Linked DNA regions of Zea mays: region 1 is linked to region 2. A link is a contact called in public Hi-C data. All regions are on one chromosome and are shown on one strand. Each heading gives the region's core, a stretch centred on a gene start, on an enhancer-like site or on the middle of the called end of the contact. The rest is flanking DNA. Distances are from core to core; before and after follow the strand shown.

Region 1 (2,799 bases), core at 92-2,591, 260 kb before region 2:
TCGGCGGGAGCCTGCAGGCTCCAGAGATGCGAACAATTTGCTCACGCCTGTAGAGCCTGACCTAGGGTGCTTTAAGTATCGTGCGAGCCTGACTCCATATCTGTACGCATGTAACTAAACACACATCTCGTACGCGTAGAGTCTGGTTGACAACAACCAAACACCAGCTCATTACATCCCGCGATGCAAGCACGACAGACAACCAACAACGAAACGCGTTCATAGGCTGCGCGCCGATGAGACGAGGCAATATGTCCTCCAGACGAACCATACTCTTGCAGCCCAGCCCATTTTATAGTTGGATTGGCACCTCCCTCCATCTCTGGTAACATAACAACAATCCGCATCCATGCGGGATCAGGATAGCTTTATATGCTCTTTCCCGATGGTCGGTGAAGGTTCAGGGGGTGTTTGAGAACAAAGTTTTTCTGCAGTATTGAAGCAATATTGTAGTATTGAGCAATACTATGATATTATATACTTTGAGGTGTTTGACAACTCATCTGAAATCTCTGTATACTAAACTGTAGTATTGTAAATACTGCACTTGTTTTGCTGTTTTTGAAACTTTGGTCTCAGCCAAAGTTTTTCTCTGTAAAGAGAGCGCCAGCTGGGTCCCGCTCTGGCTGATTGGTCTCAACCAAAGTTTTTGCCAAACACCTTGATATATTGGATACTGTTGTATTCGAAAACTGAAGCATTATAAACTGTAGTAATGTCATGACTAAAGTATACTTTAGTATTTGAAAAATTGCAGTTTGGAAAAACTGTGTTCCCAAACAGGGCCTCACTTGCTTTAAGATCTGTTTAGTTGAAGCGTTGCTCGGGAAAAAAAAACTATGTATATTTTATTGTCTCTTCTTAAACAACTATAAAAGACCCGTCTATTCTACTCATTTAAAAAAGCAGAATTATGTTGCTTTAAAAATATAATACTATAAAAAACAGCTATCCCAACTCCTTTTCTCTGTCCAGTCGATGTACCTTATTTTAATGCACGACTCCACTCCAAATCGCAATGTTTTGCTTTGGAAACTAAAACTTATGTTTAAAATTAATTTTTTTCTATGGTATTTGCGGATGGTAGTGACTCTTATAAAAGATAACCTAACAAAACGAAGATGGAAGAGATGTTTGAAGTACAATTTTTTAATGAAAATAAAAGTATTTAATATATTTTTTTGCTATATATGTATATATAACTATTTTTTTGCCTTTCCATATAGATAGACCTTCTAGTATTAATCAATATTATGGGGGATTAGGAATCTAACAGAGTTCACATTAGAAAAATCTTTTAATCATACATGAAAGCCGGCAGCCACGCCACACGCCAGCAATTCACCGGCGGCTTCCGCTCCAAGCTTCAGCCAAGCCGGAGATGGCGGGGAGCCTGCACCTTCCCGTGGTGGACCTCGCGTTGCCGGACCTCCGCGCCGCCGCTGAATCCATCCGACAGGTGACTCCACTCGATCCCCAGGCTCCTGAAAAACAACACCCAGAAAGAATGAGACTGCGAGCTTATTTGGTTGCGCAGGCGTGCGTGGAGCACGGGTTCTTCTACGTGACCAACCACGGAGTGGACCGCGGCCTGCTCGAGGCGGTGTTCGCGGAGAGCAAGAGGTTCTTCGACCTGCCTATGGAGGATAAGATGGCGCTGCTCAGGGGCGCAAACCACCGGGGTTACACGCCGCCCTACGCCGAGAAGCTCGACGCCTCTTCCCAGTTCGTAGGTCCGATATCTCTGCCCGCACCTGCTGCTCCTCTGCACTGGAGTCCAATGGAGTGTCTCGCACAACTTTTTTTTTCTTCTTCTATAGAATGAATCACTGGCTGCTGCCATAGCTAAAACTGAACTGAATCATAATAATACTGTAATAGCATTGTTTTTGTTTCTGTCACAACAAAACGTGTAGTGGGATAAGGAATTTAGGCAGAGGAAGGGTCAAGGAGTTTTCATTTAGCCCTGGTGATAGGCAGAAACGTTTAATAGGACACTTTTCCCTGGTGATAGGCAGAAGCGTGAAGGAATTTTCGTTTAGTCAATCTTACATTGCTTCAGCTATCTGATTAGACTGTGATGAATCTAGAAACTAGGTGCAGTGGGTTGAGGACAAGTCCATAAAGAATAGACAAATACTGAAGAACCCATTCTGCACATTGTTATCTCTTGTTGTTTGAAGGTACAACCACACTTCTGTACCATTTCTTCTGGTCCTTGCAATAATATAGTGGAATCTGTCGGGATATTTTTTTTGAGCTTTTGTCTCCTCCTTGTAATATTCCTATACTGAATTCCTTGTAATTTTGTTTGCTTTCCTTATTGAAACAGAAGCAGATCTTCTGCTAACAACATGTCTCATTAAAAAATAGAGACTGTTTAATCTCCTGCTGCTTTCTCAAATATGATATATTATAGGAGACCTTAAGGAGAGTTTTTACATTGGGCCTCTTGATGATGGTGATATGCATAACGATGTAAACCAGTGGCCTTCTGAAGGTACTTATCCGCTTTACCATCTCTTAGCAATAGATAAGTTTTCTAACTGTTCTCCACTCCTCCTGGATCATCTAATTGTCTATGGACATCATGCATATGATCAGATTCCATTTTATGCTTTGAACATCTGCTTCTTTCTCTGCCTATCTGTAGAGCGCTTGCCATCTTGGAAGGAGACAATGAAGCTATACTTTGCAGCTGTTCTGTGAGTATTAGAAAAAACGTTGATTCCTCACAACAAAATAAAGGTTTTTGTAAGAATGTTTGTGTATTTGTTAAACAATTATATCTTATTAATT
Region 2 (2,744 bases), core at 123-2,622:
ACGCACCGAGCGTGAGTCTATCGGCCTCTCGGACGCACGTGATCGCATCAGTCAGATGTTCGTGGGGAACAGATCTTCTTCTGGTCTTCGTGTAGATCTCCTGGACTACCGTGCCCTTGCCTCGTATAATCAAGCCAGAGCGCAAGAATAAGTTGCGACGTAGGTTGAAGTGCTACTGCCCACCGTGCTCTTGACTCGTCTAATCGGGGCAGAGCGTAGAAGTAGGTTGCGGCGTAGGCTGAAGTGCTACCGTGTGTAGGGATGCTCAGGCGATGTCGTCATGTCTTCTCCACCTGTCAGCCTTCGCCTTGGTACCTCGCTCACTACAGTGGGGCCATGATGGCAGCAGCCCACACGGTGCAGAGAGTCAAAGGTCCCGCCTCGGTAACACACGAGACACTGTGTGGTCCGTGTACTTCGGTCGTATCGCCGACCGCTAGAGTGGGCATGTATATGTCTTGTCCGTAGTTAATGGTGAGGCGCGTTATACTCCGGAGGTCGGTATCGGTTTCCCCGGTGGTTCACACTATGTGTCGCATGATACGTGGCAGCGCCGGGCTTCGCCTGGTGAGCGGAGCAACGATCATCACCACTCTTTCTTATGATAGCTCCAGTCCACCTCCTCGTGTAACACCCTTAATTTTAGGGTATAAAACTTTATTTACTATATACTCAAAATTTAGGTGTTACTCTTTACTTTCTTCGCTTTTCTTTTCCCTTTATTAAAACAATAGAGAGTTATTTGTTCTATGTTGGCGTGATCTCTAGAAGTGCCTTGTTTGTTGCATTCTTGCTATTGCATAGTGTTTCTTAGTGTAAGAAGTGTTTGAAACATGTTAATATATCTATGTTAATATATCTTTTAAAAGTTTTCGGTAAATTTTCATATTTTTTCTAAATATTTTTCTACTTTTAAAAATTTAAAATCTATTTATTTGAGGTACTTAAAATATTTTCAAAAGTTGTAAATATGTTTTTTGAATTCATTAGATGCCAAATCATATCTACGATTTTTTCTAGAATTTTTGAAAATTCCAAATCATTTTTCGAACATTAAAAACGATATCAGCCCTGTGATATCTACCCACGTGGACTTGTAGGGCCCACCAACTGCTTCCCACGTCTGTGCGAGACTGCGACCCAGGAAGTCTATGCGACTATGCCCAGCAGGAAATCAGCTCCCGCTCGACCCCCTCCCTCCTGAGACTTTTGCCATTATGAAACGCCGTAGATGTGACTTCGACGAAACGGAGGCGTTGGCGAGGGTTTCGACGATATGAAAAACCAGGGGAAAGACTCCACTCTGAAATAGACTGACAATCGATACTAGCCGTTGAGAGAACGAATAACCATCCTCCGTCCGCGCGCCGTTGTCTTCTGCCGTCTCCTTCCCTTCTCTCTCTCGCCGATCTTGCCTCTTGCCTGGGAGATCTCCTTGCCTGGTATAGGAGTGGTTTTTCCCTCCCTGTTCCCCTCTCTTCCTTCCATCCGAGATCTCTTCTTCATTCTCCATTTACCTGCTGTTGGGAATCTGCAGAACCTCAGCGCCGGACGCAAGCTTCGTACCGAGGCCCTGCTGGTACCTAGCGTCAGTAGCTTGTTGCTTCCTGCCCCATTCCCGGATTCATGGTTTCTGCTTTGGTTCTGCTACCTCGCTTAGTTCGTTTGTTGCGTGAATCTTGGTTTCTTCAGACGCTGTTTACATACATACATATTGTGCCGATCGACAGGTGAAGGGAATTGACCGAGAAGTGCTGCTGCCAAAAGATGGGCACCAGGAAGTGGCTGAGGTCGCGCTGCAGCTGGGGAAGTACTGCATAGATGACCCCGTCAAGTCCCCGCCGGGCGGACGGAGGATGGTTATTCGTACTGCCAAAAGAATGGGAGGTTGTGTACTGCTCGGTGCCAACCTCGCCGGGCGGGCTCTACCGGACGCCCTTGGCCGCCTGGTATTCAAAACCGACGAGATGGTCCAGGCGGTGGAAGCGCCTGACGTGGTCAGGAACAAGGTGTCGTTCTCCGTCTTTGGCCTAGAGGGCGCAGTGTCATTGAAAGGTAGGCCAGACATTTTCCATGGAGCCGGTTTCTTGGGCACATGCTGCACATCCATTCAACAACTGTGTAATCTGATCGGTTTTTCGATGTGTTCTTTCTATGCTGGGCGTGCAGGTAAGCTGAATGTGCTGGACAGTAAATGGATTCAGGTCGTGTTTGAAGCGCCGGAACTGAAGGTCGGCTCCTTGGGGTTTCAGTACGGTGGCGAGAGCGAAGTCAAGCTGGAGAAGGGAAGGAGATGGGAGAAGACAACAGCGCGCGGACGGAGGATAGTTATTCGTTCTCTCAACGATTAATATCGATTGTCAGTCTATTTCAGAGTGGAGTCTTTCCCCTGGTTTTTCATATCGTCGAAACCCTCGCCAACACCTCCATTTCGTCGAAGCCACATCCGCGGCGTTTCATAATCGCAAAAGTCTCCTCCCTCCCACAGCCACAGTCCCCCCATGGCTGCGACTGCAACCTCCTACGAGCGCCGCCTGCTCGCGGCAGCCGACCTTGTCCTCTCCGCCGACGCCCAGGACAAAGGAATCCGCCTCCCGGACCTCGGCGTCACGGCCGACCTCAAGCCGCACCAGCTCCATGGCGTCGCCTGGCTCATCCGCCGCTATCGCCTCGGCGTCAACGTCGTACTCGGTACGTTCTCAAAATTCCCCCATCTCCTTCCCATTGCTAGCCTACAGCGCTGG

The links. A called contact is a pair of places that touch in the nucleus more often than the background predicts.
Region 1: a Hi-C map of leaf shows a contact between it and region 2, with 2.4 times the contacts expected there. The contact joins the promoter of LOC100384325 here to the promoter of LOC103639629 in region 2. A contact is called at or near these places in 8 of 25 Hi-C or Micro-C datasets (bundle sheath, ear, leaf and 1 more).

What each region holds. Positions count from the first base shown.
Region 1 is chr9:162,038,250-162,041,048 of Zm-B73-REFERENCE-NAM-5.0, reverse strand. LOC100384325 reads left to right here and starts at 1,341. Exons shown (of 10, transcript NM_001176878.1): 1 at 1,341-1,459; 2 at 1,538-1,733; 3 at 2,420-2,500; 4 at 2,654-2,705. The coding sequence starts at 1,382.
Region 2 is chr9:161,778,511-161,781,254 of Zm-B73-REFERENCE-NAM-5.0, reverse strand. It overlaps LOC103639629 (probable helicase CHR10), which reads left to right and starts at 1,372. Exons shown (of 18, transcript XM_020544007.3): 1 at 1,372-1,442; 2 at 1,538-2,055; 3 at 2,170-2,691. The coding sequence starts at 2,502.